Regions from separate parts of the Zea mays genome. Here region 1 is linked to region 2. The links are chromatin contacts, called in public Hi-C maps. All regions are on one chromosome and are shown on one strand. The core of a region is the stretch at or near the end of the contact, and the rest is flanking DNA. Distances in the headings are between cores, read along the strand shown.

Evidence for each region. A called contact is a pair of places that touch in the nucleus more often than the background predicts.
Region 1: a contact with region 2 is called in a Hi-C map of ear, with 1.5 times the contacts expected there. The contact joins two enhancer-like sites. A contact is called at or near these places in 2 of 25 Hi-C or Micro-C datasets (ear and tassel).

What each region holds. Positions count from the first base shown.
Region 1 is chr4:89,725,347-89,732,546 of Zm-B73-REFERENCE-NAM-5.0, forward strand. No RefSeq gene overlaps it. Among protein-coding and RNA genes, the nearest start is that of LOC100284063, 14 kb to the right of the region's middle. Within about 2 kb of position 2,430, at least 20 of the 20 cell types and tissues checked have an H3K27ac peak or open chromatin away from gene starts, as enhancers often do. A contact at or near this core is called in ear and tassel, where this site is marked.
Region 2 is chr4:89,553,542-89,560,023 of Zm-B73-REFERENCE-NAM-5.0, forward strand. No RefSeq gene overlaps it. Among protein-coding and RNA genes, the nearest start is that of LOC100284063, 190 kb to the right of the region's middle. Within about 2 kb of position 2,585, at least 17 of the 20 cell types and tissues checked have an H3K27ac peak or open chromatin away from gene starts, as enhancers often do. A contact at or near this core is called in ear and tassel, where this site is marked.

The DNA.
Region 1 (7,200 bases), core at 1,180-3,679, 170 kb after region 2:
TTCTTAGGGTCCCCATTCTTCGTGGGGAATTCTTCTATTAGAGGATATGGATGGAAAAGTTTCTTCCCCACGGTGATGTAAACAGGAAAAAAGTCTTTCCCAAATGGGTAAATGCTCCATCCCCGTTGCACAAGGGACCCGTTAAACTTATACATGACAACATTTTCATATAATAATTAATAATAAAAAAACAATTACCTTGCTAAAAGATCACTCATTATATAAATGTGTTTATTTTGATGTTTATATAATGTTTTTTTATATCTGATAATGGATATAAGTAATAATATTTTATATTAATGATATATAAAATACATCATAATTATAATTTAAACAGGGACAGAGATGTATGTTGGATTTATCTCCACAGGGCCACTAGATGAAAAAGAAATGTGAGGAAAAAAATTTCGTCGGGAGCTAAAAACCCTTGCCACATCTCTAGTCCATAGTACGCACTACAGTCTACAGTAGTAGATACAGTAAAAAAGCTGTGCACTACTGACATCAACGGACCACGGGCCACATGGCCCGGCTGTAAAGTTTACGTCCACGCCAAAACATCTCTTCAGGGTGGGGCCAGTGGGCCACTGGCTCGATCATGCCACAGCCACACGCATAGTATAGTATGCAGGCTAGCAGCAGCTTACGTTGCAGTCTTGTCTATAGTTTCATTCACATGTGTAAATCAAGTTCTCCCCGGCTATGGCTATGATATGATGTCCACCATGTGTTTTTTTTCTTTCTTTCTTTCGTTCCAGAGATGTTCCCCGGCCCTCGTTTGCCATGTCTACTAAAGTAATTTCGATGCGGGGTTAGGCTATCCGCACTTATGGAACCCTAAATTTCTACTCTAAAAGGAATATTTTATCCTGGTCAGCAAGATTCTCTACTCTATTCAACAATTCTCCGCGGTCACAATTACTCTATATATCTACTTTATACCAATTACCATATATTATATTATATTTTTCCCACACTATTCACAGCTCCATGCTGCCACTGTGCTCGGCCCACTCCACCCCACAGGACTACGGTGAGGTGCATGGAGTGGACTCCACAAATGAGGTTTATCTCACCTACTCTAACTTTAGCGTATGGCGTGAGGTGCATGGCTGCGGTATTTTTTTACTGCATAACGAACTGCACAACGAACTGGATACTTGTAGCGCACGGTTTGCAGGACATGGCTGCGGACAGCCTTAGAAGCGCGGCCACGCCGTCCCCATCAGCGATCATGTGTGCGTTCGCGTGCCTCACCTGGAACACGGACACGACGCATGCAGGGCAGGGCGGTCCACCGGACGGCACGGACATCCGCCGTCGACGGCTCGTACTCGTAGTCATTGAATTTGGAATACGACCTCGCCGGCGATGCTAGCTGGCCCCGGCGTCCGCTCTCTCTCTCTCTCTCTCTCTCTCGCTGTTGATGAAAGTTGTGTCTCCGTCTCCGTCTGCGATTAACTGCAAGTGCCGTGCTTGGCCGCGTGTGGGGCTGCGATTTACGGCAGCGGGACCGGGGCGAGGACGGCCGGGCAGGTTGCGCCATTGGCCGGCCGGATGCAGTGCAGGCCATCGTGCGGACGTGCGGTACCTACCATTGGCCGGCCGGATGGTCCAGCTGTGCTGGGCTGTTTGGGGGTCACAAGTCCGTAATTTAGCAAAAGGCAGAAGCAGTCACGTCAGAAACGCAAGCTCACACGCGCCAACATGCAGGACGCCAGGACCTCTAGTCCTCTACTCGAGATGTGAATGTGATAGGTGTTGTTGTTGCCCTCTTCTTTTTTTTTGTCGTGAGCCTTGATGGTCCTGTACACTTTATACAATATGAGGAAAGAAATCACGATAAAATATAGAAAATAAAAAACATAAGCTTTATTGAGGCCTTTTTATTATTCCCAGTTTGTGACGCAAACAAGACATCCTCCTTAGGAATTTGCGATGCATCTTGCCTCAGCGGCCAGAGGACTGCCAGTGCCAGCCCAGCCCAGCCCCCGTTCCGTTTGCCATGCCTGTACGGCTGTGCTAGCTGCGGCGGCCTCAGACGCCGGTAGTAGTACAAGGCAGGCAGCTTCCCGTGTCACCTCCACCTCCAGGACATGCGGCAAGAAGCAAGACACCGTAGCAATCCGGAACCACGCGTTTTTTTTTCAACGCCAAGAAAACGCTCAGATCTGCATCTTCTCCCAAGACTTGGGGTCGCCTTCTGGAACAGAGAGAGAACCCAAGTTCCTCTCGTGTTTCTTGGCTCCTCCGTCGCGCGCGCGGGTCGGGCTCCCCACCGAAAGGAACGTCGCTGCTGCCATGCCGTGCACGCCGGCCGGGCGGAAGTTTCGTAGCCGCCGCGGCGGCGCCTGACTACGCCCGCCCACGCGGTGTGGAAGTCCAGCGGGGGGTGACGCCGACACACTTCGCGTGCACGTTTGTTGGGGCCGGGATGCAAATACAAGTCTCGACGAGTCTTCTTCTGCTACAGCCTACATGAGTACTGTAGTAACACATGTACAGACAGACCGGCAGAGAGGGGTTGGGTCCATTGTTTCTGCCTCTCGCAAACCGCCTTGCCGGCCAGACAAGTGGTCGTGCCCAGGCGTTCGAAGCTGAACGCCGGGGACGCAGGACGTCGCTGCCTCATGGCGTCATGGCGATGCATAGAAGGGACGACGCTCCAAAGTCCACGAGAACCTAGGACCTCAAACAAAGAATATTCAACTCTTGCTCAGAAAAAAAATAATAGAGCCTGCCTGGCTGGCCCTCCAGCCTCCACAGCGTCTAGATTCGCTGCGCATTCTTGGAATTGGAACGTCGCGCCACATGCAATGCCCCGAACCAAAAAGGCTGATGATTTCAACTTTATTTATTTCAAGCATGAGTTCAATGCCGTGGTGGTAGCTACGCTACTAGACGTAGAGGAGGCAGTTACGTTAATGAATGGCCGAGCCACATGGGTATGCCCTCGCATATTCGGAGATACCAGCTAGTATAGCACATATACGGACTATTCAGATTAAAGAGAGCTGTTTCAATTGCATAGTCAATTCATAGACATAAAATAGTGTAGAAGACTGTACGGATTAAATCTAAACGAACAAAATTATACATTGTATTATATGTATACCTACACCACCATGTTTTTTGTCTACACCTTTCTCTAATTCAATCTATTCAATTAGAGCCAGAGGAAGAGAGAAAAAAAAAACGACAAAAGACAACATACCGCCCGATGACCTGACACGATAGTAGTGGTGTGACGATGATTCTACCACCCTCTGCTATGCCCTTGATGCTAGATTGGATATTGCATCTTTTTTTAGAAAAAAAAAGGCGCTGCTACTACTTCTAATGGATATTTTATATAATAGTTTCAACAAAAACCAAATTAAAGAAATACGATGTGAAGCTGTTTTTTTGGACGATTGTCTAGTCATTTTCATTTACATGGATATTTTCTTTAGAGTTGACGAAGACGATATAAGCAAGACATTCATGTCCCTTCGAAAGTGTTTTAAAAAACGTTCAGAAAAATAGCATTTTATGTCTCTAATCTATACTAATATATTAGAGTCTAATATGAAAGCATGGTGCTACCAGTTTGCATGGCCAGCGAGCTGTGCTCAACACCTGATCCCGCCTACGCAGCTACTGCAACACAAAAAATAGTGCAAATCGAGTAATCGAACTCACACTCTACTACTCTAAAATTTTGGAGCTAATTAACAAATCACATGTAACTTAGTGTTTAAAAATAAACAATAATTATATTTAAATAAATATCTTAATATCTATTTATATGATATATAATAACCGTAACAAAGCATGGACAACTGGCTAGTATTCTTTTATGGCTGTATGTGAACTATCCATATGACTTTTGAACTATTTATATTGTATTTATTGGCTTGTTTTAACTAAATCCTTGGATTTAGGCTTTATTTTGTTACTTGGTGCATCTGTAGTGAATCATGATGCAAATTCTTCGATTGTTACAGAATTGCTAAAATAAAACTATTGAGGTGAAAATCTTCGACTCTTAAATAAAAATCTAGATCCACACGATAGTAACCACACACTACTCTGCACTCATATGCTCGCTTCGTCTTAAAGTAAGTTTATGTTGCATTTTGTTTTTTTAAGTCTAACTCTATTAAGTTTGTTTATTACACAAAATATAATTTCAATACCCACATTTCCAAATAAATATATTATAAAGTTTGTTTCAATGTTACTCTAATGGTACTTACTCCCTCCGTCTCAAATTAAAATTTGTTTTACATTTTTAATGGATTCATACAATAATTAATGTGTGTTTCATATATATATATATCATCTATTTGAATATAGACATAAAAATCAAGAGTTACAACGACTAATATTATCATCTATTTGAACATAGACAAAAAAAAATCAAGAGCTATAACGACTAATATTTTGGGATGGGGGAGTATTATACATTACAGATATGATTAATTTCTATATACATATGGATGAACTTAAAAATATTTCGTAACTCGAGAAACAAAACTGTTGGCGCCTGTTTGGACCAAACACTAACGATCTCAAGGGGATGATCCCTAGGTTTATCCTACGGACGGTCGAGACCTTGGGAAGCGAGATAGTAAATAAGATGCAAGGCAAATAACACTATCTCGAATGCGGTTTTGAAAGAAAACGTTGGAAAAAGGGGATGATTACTTAAAGTACCTAAGATGGTTATCCTGAAGGTGAGGCACCACCTCTATGATGGTCACCACCTATTTAGAATCAAACAGCAACAAACCCTAGGCCCATCTCGTGATGAGCAATATCTTGGGTTCGGTTCTGCGAGTTGGACGGCGACAGTCCGTGACGGGTCGCCAGGTCGTCTGGCGGTGCTCGTTGCGGCGGTGCAGACTATTTGCGACTCTGGGCTGGACGGTCCGCAACCCTGCTATAGGAGCGGTCTTCTCTGCGCGCTGTCTCGGACGGTCCGCGCTCTGGGCTGGACGGTCTACGATGCCGCAGGATCGTATACCTTCTCCTCGTATGACCTAGATCCCGCTCCCTGTGGGAGAGACCATAGGGTGCTCCGGGTCAGTAGGTCACCCGGGGCATCCCTAGAAGATGTAGAGTCGCATAGGACTTAGGAGATCAAGTCGAGGAAGAGATCTTGAGTGAAGTAGATGAAGTAGACTTGCACCCAGGACGTAGAGTCGAATAGATGGGGAGGTGGATATACGGAAAGCTATGATTAAAGCTACGTTACATCTACTCATAGGGCAGAAAAGGTAAATAAAGTACATATGTTTGATTGGAATGTGTTCGGGGGTTCTCAATCGACCGTATCCTTTATATTTATAGGGGAAGATGTCTGAACCTATTTCTAGGCGATAACCAATAGATTCTATGTGATTAAATGAATAACCACGCATAAAATAATTATAATGGACCGATTTAAACAAAATGTACATTTTATTTTGATGAAGCGAGTACCGAGTGAGGATATTGAAAGTTGAGTGCAATAATTTCGGTCTTCTTCGTAGGAGAGGATATTTGAGCATTTCTAGAACCACAAAAAAATTTAGTCTGTCTGTGAATATTTATGCAGTCTGTCCTCGTCAATAGAATTGATCTAAAATATGTGCGCGAAATAGTACGAAGTTTGAAATATGGACGTTGTCATTTTGTCCTCTGTGCAGGACAGCCTCATAATTTTTGGACGGCTCACGCGTCTGCCACCCGCACCTGTCTTACCATACGGCTTTACCCACTATACATGATGGGATCAGTGTTCCAAATAGCATTCCGATATTCTCAAAGTGTATAATTCCACTTTGGTGTTGGCCACCAGAAATCACGAGATGATCTATAAAAGAATCCACGAGAAGAATCCCCTGGTTTTTTACTTACTATTCAAAATGAATAAGAATTCTTCCCCTCTGTTGACGCCTTTTCGGAGCGCTAAATACTCAAGAAGAACCGGCGGCGGTGCTCTCTGCACAGGGGCGGACGGTCCGCGCGCGGGGCCGGACGGTCCGCGGCCTGGTGCGAGGCGCGGTGGTACTCTCTGCGCAGGGGCGGACTGTCCGCGGCCTGGGGCCGGACGGTCCGCGGCCTGGTGCGCGGCTAGGGCTTCTCTGCCTGACGGCCGGACGGTCCGCGCCCTGGGAGCCGGACGGTCCGCGCGTACGCAGAGGCGGCGGAAGTCGCCGGCGGCGCCTGGATCTCGCTCCCGGGAGGGACCCCGCCGGGGAGGAGAGATCCTAGGTGGTGTCTAGGCTCGGGCCGGCCGACCTAGACTTCTCTAATCGACGTAGAGCCGAAGAGAGACGAAGAATTTGGGGATTGTGAGGCTAAACCTAAACTAGACTAGAACTACTCCTAGGATAAAATGCGAATAAAAGTTGTATTGATTCGATTGTTGATTACAAATCGGCTGTAGACCTCTCTTTTTATAGAGGAGGGGGGCTGGACCCTTTACACGACTGGATTCCGAGCTAATTCCGCAAATCTAGCCAACAAACATAGCACAAAACTCGGAACCCTAAACTGCGCATGCGCGGACCGTCCGGCCCACAGGCGCGGACTGTCCGGACCGCGGACCGTCCGGCCTTAGGGCCGGACCGTCCGCTCGCTCAATTTGGGACTCAACATATGCCCCCCTGCCTTTTGGTGGAGCTGAGCAAACCAAAAGCAACTAACTCGATGCGATTACATCGGTTCTCTTAGGCATCTTGCCACATACTAGGATGGTACTGTTTGAGGAAACGCCCATTCAAAGCCTTAGGCAAGTCCTTGCCTTGTAATGTTTGTAGTAAATAGGCGTTGCCAGACATCACCTGTTTTACTTTATAAGGACCTTCCCAGCTTGGTGACCATTTCCCGAACTTCCGGTCTTTATTCCTTAGAGGCAGAATGGTCTTCCACACTAGGTCCCCTACTTGAAATGATTTTGCCTTGACCTTCTTGTTGTAGGCCCTGGCTACCATGATCTTGTCCTTTTCTATTGCTCCCAAAGCTATCATCCTCTTGTCGGTCACCTCATCAATATTATCAATCATTGAATCATAATAATCAGTAGTAGTTAGATCATTTTGTCTGGCGAACCTGACAGCATTCAAACTTATTTCCACAGGCAACACTGCTTCCTGCCCATAGACAAGCTCAAAAGGAGATACTTTAGTAGCCCTATGTTTAGATATCCTATGAGCCCATAAAGCTTTAGAC
Region 2 (6,482 bases), core at 1,335-3,834:
TAAATTAATCATATGAGGGTACGAGCTGCTCATGACCGTGAGCATGGCTGATATACTAGTTTTACACTCTGTAGAGGTTGCACATCTTTACCCACAAGTCGTGTTACCCATTTGCCACGAGGTTGATCGGACCCCATACACCTCTACCAAGGAAGTGAGGCAGGGTACCACTATAAGGCCTTTACAAAGTTCCACTAGCTTCGGAAAACCCGCCATCGCAGCAAAATCAACCCAAGGACCTCTCAACACTGACCACTCCCCTACTGCCCTTGCCCCTTTCGGGTAAGGTAGTCCTCCACTAGCTTTCCTAATTAGTCAGCCAAGGGCATCCCATACCACCCATGTGGTAGCACTATTTTCCCGGGTTGTTGCTCCATGTTCCAATTAACATAATGATCTTAACATGACAGTAAAATAACAATTGATAATAAAAGTATAATCATGAATAATGTGTATCTATATACCCAAAACCACATATAGCAATAACAGGTACTACCTAAGAATCCAGTGGTAAACAAGGTATAAAGATAGTCAAACTAGGGTAACCTATTGGGTCCCATCAAAATTAACATGTGCAGATCATTATGATTAATAAGAACATGATTGGGTAAAAAGAAGTGATCAAGGGCACAACTTGCCTAGGACTTGATATTCCAGGTACCAACTTGCTCTTCACATGACACGTGTCCTCACTACTAAACGTAACAATACAGACAAACATGGTATAGGCAAAATTAACATCACATCAAACATAAGAATAAACTGCGTAATAATAATCTACGCAATGTTACGAGACCGTGGGTTCGCGAACCACTAAAATCAGAGTTACGGTTAAAGAATTGGAATTTATGGAAGATCTACATGATTTAAATATTAAACTATATTATAAATTCATTAGGGTACACCATATGAGAGAATATTCTATAAATATATAACTCAACTTTAATTATACTTAACTAGAGATCATGTTTTAACCAAATTATAATTATGGTCAGGTTGGTTTTGATTTAGAAGAGCTAATCTAGTAGACATAAGATAAATAAATATCTGACTAAAAAATATGCGACATGATATAATTTATGCTGTTACTGCGTAGGGAATATTTTTATGAAGCTAACGCGACTGGAACAGGTCTAATCGGAGCTAAGACGGACAACTTATGATTTATCTAAGCTATTGGAATTATTTCTATAGTAAAATCAACTTTCAGAATGACTTTATAAAGGCCAGGGGTTGTTTTGCAAATTATGGGGACCTAGGTGTAAGAGTTCCTTTCAGCCGAGGGACGGTGGGTATGTTTACCCAAAAACTTAGGGGTTCTTTTACAAACATTACACGGTGAAGGGGTATCTTCTATTTTCGACCGCCTGATCACAATCCGGTGGACACCATTAGATCAAATCACTTAATGAACCGGTACGACCTTAAGATTGTTGATTTCGGGACGAAAGTCGTCCACCTATGATCCAAATGGAGCCGCACGATCCAGATTCAGTGACTACGATTTTATTAACCTGGATCTAATCCTACCCATCAACCCCCGATCTAACGGATTTTGCTCCAAAAGAAACGGTACAGGATCAGATCTCGCCCGTTAATCCCCACATCAACGATCACACTTCTTCCACCTCACAGCCTCCCTCCTACCGACGTACACGAGGCGGCGCTAGTCTTCTTCGCGGCGGAGCGCCGTCGGCAAGGCGTCACAACGGCCCCCAGAGCATCGAATCAAGCGCTATCAGGTGCGAAAGGGGTGGGGAACTTCGTTAAGCCTAATAGGGTGATTCTTTCCGAGATCTCGCCCGTTAATCCCCACATCAACGATCACACTTCTTCCACCTCACAGCCTCCCTCCTACCGACGTACACGAGGCGGCGCTAGTCTTCTTCGCGGCGGAGCGCCGTCGGCAAGGCGTCACAACGGCCCCCAGAGCATCGAATCAAGCGCTATCAGGTGCGAAAGGGGTGGGGAACTTCGTTAAGCCTAATAGGGTGATTCTTTCCGAGGTTCATGCAATAGGCAACCCGGCCCGCTGTGTGCGGTGGCGCCATTGAAGTCCGGCGAGCAATTTCTCCATCACCAATCAATCCCCGCACCCAGCTGCCACATTCATGTGCTCAATGTGCTCGGGCGAACATCCGGGCCTACTTCACACCGACGAACGGGCGGTGATGTGCCCCGCCCACGTCACGGCGCGGCTTCACGAAGGATTCCAACCATGGATTGCCACCCAAGCAAGCTCACCCATGATCCTGACTCCATGGGTAAGAGTACCGGGGGGCGAACGTCCTTCATCGCCCGCCCGAAGCCCAACGGCTGGGTGCGTAGGCTTGTAATGCCTACGGCGGCGTCGGCGGACCCCCGACGCATGTTTGATTTCTATCTCCCTCCTATGGCGCGGCGGTCAACGAGGACAGGTTGGAAGGAGAGGTACCGGCGACTTGGTTTTATAGGCCCCCCAGCGAAGCCTGGCTTCAGGTTGTTGCAACGATATTCCGGATTCCGCGGAGGTCTTTGGCGGCCGCGAATGGAGGAGAGGGATGACGAGCTGGGCCCATATGTCAAAGGAACGCGCGAGGCCGAGCGGCTGGGGCACGGGTCCCGCACGTCAGGGACAGACACGTACGTAGGGCACAGTCGCTGCAGACTGCGTTGGGCTGCCAGCGCATTTGGCCCAATACGGGGAGGGGGTTTCTTTTCTTTCTTTTTTTATTTATTTCTTTTCCTATTTTCTTTTGCATTTACAAACTCAAATTCAAGTCCAAGTTCAAATTTTAAAATTAAATGCAGAGGGGAAAATTCCAGCATGAGATGCATCAACATTTTATTCATCTATTTATTTATCTATTAATCCTATTAAGAAATGCTTTCACATAACCCATTCATGCACACACAATAGTGGTTTAAGAAAATGTCTTCTAGGGTCTAGCATTTTTTAAGAGACGTTTTAACCTAAATATATATAATCCAACAAATACTTGAATAGAAATCATTCAATCGATGTTTATTCCAGGAAATGTAGCTTTCACAAAAGAAAACCTTGTTAGAAGGTATTCCAAATTCAAACTCTTTGAAGAATTTTTTTACGAATGCCACCAACACAATTTTGAGGTGTTACAAATCCTACCCCCTTAAAAATAATCTCATCCTCGAGATTAGTTAGAAAAGGGATATAGAGAGATTGGTATGTAAATTAGCTTTTAGTTTCCCATATGGTTTAGGAACCAAAAGTTGTTTTTGCTCCAAGCTTTTAAATACTAGTTAGAAGATGATTAGGAAAATATGGGTATAGTATGTCTAGCCATCTTATTAGGTCAGATGAGGTACAACTTTGGTAAGTATAGGTTGTGGCAGGAAAGAGTATAATAAGAAAAAGACTTCATCCTGAACTGTGGATCGTGATTCCTCTTGAGGTTGGATTTGACTCATCTCCTTCCTTGTCGAGGTTGATCTTTTCTTCTCCGGTCTTGGTCTCATTGATTTGAGGTTAGTGTATATCATCGGGGTTGAGGAATATGGTTAATATAGATATGGATGAGATAGACTACATGATGTAGGTCAAAAGTTTGTTTGATGTTAGGTGGGGATAGACAGATTATGCAATCCATCATGACTCTATTGGTTGGGTAAGTTATATAACTTGTTATATAGGCCAAGTTGATATAACTCACCAATTTAGGCTTAAGTAAATTAGGAGTATGGCCTTATCTTTTGTACCATCATTAAGTAATTCACTCTAGATTGAATCATAATAGATTGGATAGAATCTAGATTAGGTTGGTATGGCTAGATTAAACTAGTTAAGATCTAATTAATTTATTTAGGGACAAGTAGGTAGATGAGGGCAGGATAAATTATGATAGTTGAAAATCTTGGGTGCTTAAAATTTTATGTCGGTCTATACAGATTTTGCATCCCAACGCATAAGTCAAGTACTTGTATATGGCTGAGCTGGTATATGGAATCGGTTTAGGTTAGATAGATCTACCAGGGTAGAATAAATATTATTGGGGTATGTTATAATCTTTTGAGATAGGATGGATTATATGGTATAGGTAGGTTAGAATCTCTATTAGGTTAAAACAGAGGGGTTAGGCAACCATCAAATGGTTAAGGTAGTTGCATATGGTCAAGTTAGTATAGAGCACCAATTTAGGTTAACACCTATTTATAGGAGTAGAGTCTCATTTATTTCATTAGTATTATCCTTCTTGTTAAACAACTTACATTAAATTAGCTCACTTTATCCTTCGTTAGGTTAGATTAATCTATAACATTAGACTAGATCTAAGTTATATTTGTGTGACTAGATTAGACTGGATAAGATCTCATAATTTTGGATTAGATCCTGGTTGTTAATTTAGAATGAGATAAGTAAAGTGGTTCGGATAAGATGATTCCTTCAAGATAAGATGAATTCATTAAGATAAGACAGAGTCTTTCAAGATAAGATGGATTTATTAGGCTAGACATATTTTAATTTGGATAAGTTAGGATCTTTTGAGATGAGATAGATCTATGATTGTAGGATAGAATCATTTAAGATGAGATGGATATGGTTGGGCTAGATACTTTAATGAGGGATAATCTAGTTTGTCTATTTACTTTTGAGATGGATATGGTCCAAAACCCGGGCGCGAAATAATCACCAAGTGTGCTGGGACCAAGTCTCACACATATGATGAATCATGGTACAGAAACAAATGTCACATCTTTACTATATAATAGGAGTTCTGTACAAAATAAATAAATAATTACATCGAAAGGAGACAACGATCCAGCAACACCATAGTTGACTGGGGGACGATGACCTAGACTTCTCACGAACTCGTCACAGCATCCTCCATGCGCCTCATCCTGCGGTACCTATTCTTGACCTGTGGGGGGATGTGAGATAGCAAGAGTGAGCTCACATACGTTCATCGCTCAACAAGTTGTGGGGAATAATGAGCATGAACTTGCCAAAGGTGGGAGCTCATGTGAAGTGTAAGGCTTACCAAAGAGGATGGTTGAAGCTGAGCATTGCTTTTAAAGTTGGTCAAAATTTTATTAGCAATTACTAAGTATAAGTAGATACCAACGCAATTAAGTAGTAGAACAAAAGTGATAACAACAACAGCAATGCAATGCATATGACAAATTGAATTTAGTTTCATAAATTAATCATGTGAGGGTCTGAGCTGCTCATGACCGTGAGCACGACTGATATACCAGTTTTACACACTGTAGAGGTTGCGCATCTTTACCCACAAGTCGTGTTACCCATTTGCCACGGGGTTGATCGGACCCCATACACCTCTACCAAGGAAGCGAGGCAGGGTACCACTACGAGGCCTTTACAAAGTTCCACTAGCTTCAGGAAACCCGCTACAGTTTATAGGAAGCTCCAATGCAGGGATCCTCGCCTGACCGCCATCGTAGCAAAATCAACCCAAGGACCTCCCTACACTGACCACTCCCCTACTGCCCTTGCCCCTTTCGGGTAAGGTAGTCCTCCACTAGCATTCCTAATTTGTCAGCCAAGGGTGTCCCATACCACCCTTGTGGTAGCACTGTTTTCCAGGGTGGTCGCTCCATGTTCCAATTAACATAATGATCTTAACATGAAAAGTAAATAACAACTGATAATAAAAGTATAATCATGAATAATGTGTATCTCTATACCCAAAACTACATATGGCAATAGCAGGTACTAACCAAGAATTCAGTGGTAAACAAGGTATAAAGATAGTCAAACTAGGGTAACCTATTGGGTCCCATCAAAATTAACCTATGCAGATCATTATGATTAATAAGAACATGATTGGGTAAAAAGAAGTGATCAAGGGCACAACTTGCCTGGGACTTGAGATTCCAGGTACCAACTTGCTCTTCAGATGACACGTGTCCTCACTATAAACGTAGCAATACAGACAAACATGGCATAGGCAAAATTAACATCACATCAAACATAAGAATAAACTGCATAATAATAATCTACGCTGTTGGGACATATTCTCAAATGCTATGAGTTAAGAAAAAGGCAACACAAAATGTTAGTGATTAAAGACCTTCGTCCTTCAAAGCATTATCTCCCTTAGGATATAATGATCTCCAGACGAAGGTTATGAAGTACATACCTTCATCATCTCAGTATGTGATAATAAAGGTAGAAGCATATGGAACATGGAAAATGACATAAACAATCATATTGAATCAACAGATTATATATATATTCTTATTATCTTATTACGGACAAACATGAATGACAGTAAATTACATTTGTACCTTCGGCTTGATAGAAGGTATGAGCTCAAGAGTGACGTGTGAGTTAGTACAAGTTAGCGTGAACAGTACAGTGTTACTGTTCATCTATTTATAGGCACAGGACGCAGCCTATGTAAAATTACATCCATGCCCTTGATATTTACTATTGACTTAAGGTCAATCTATCGAGGACTAGATAGCCTTTTCCTCTTTAAGTCGGTTTCATTTTCCACCGC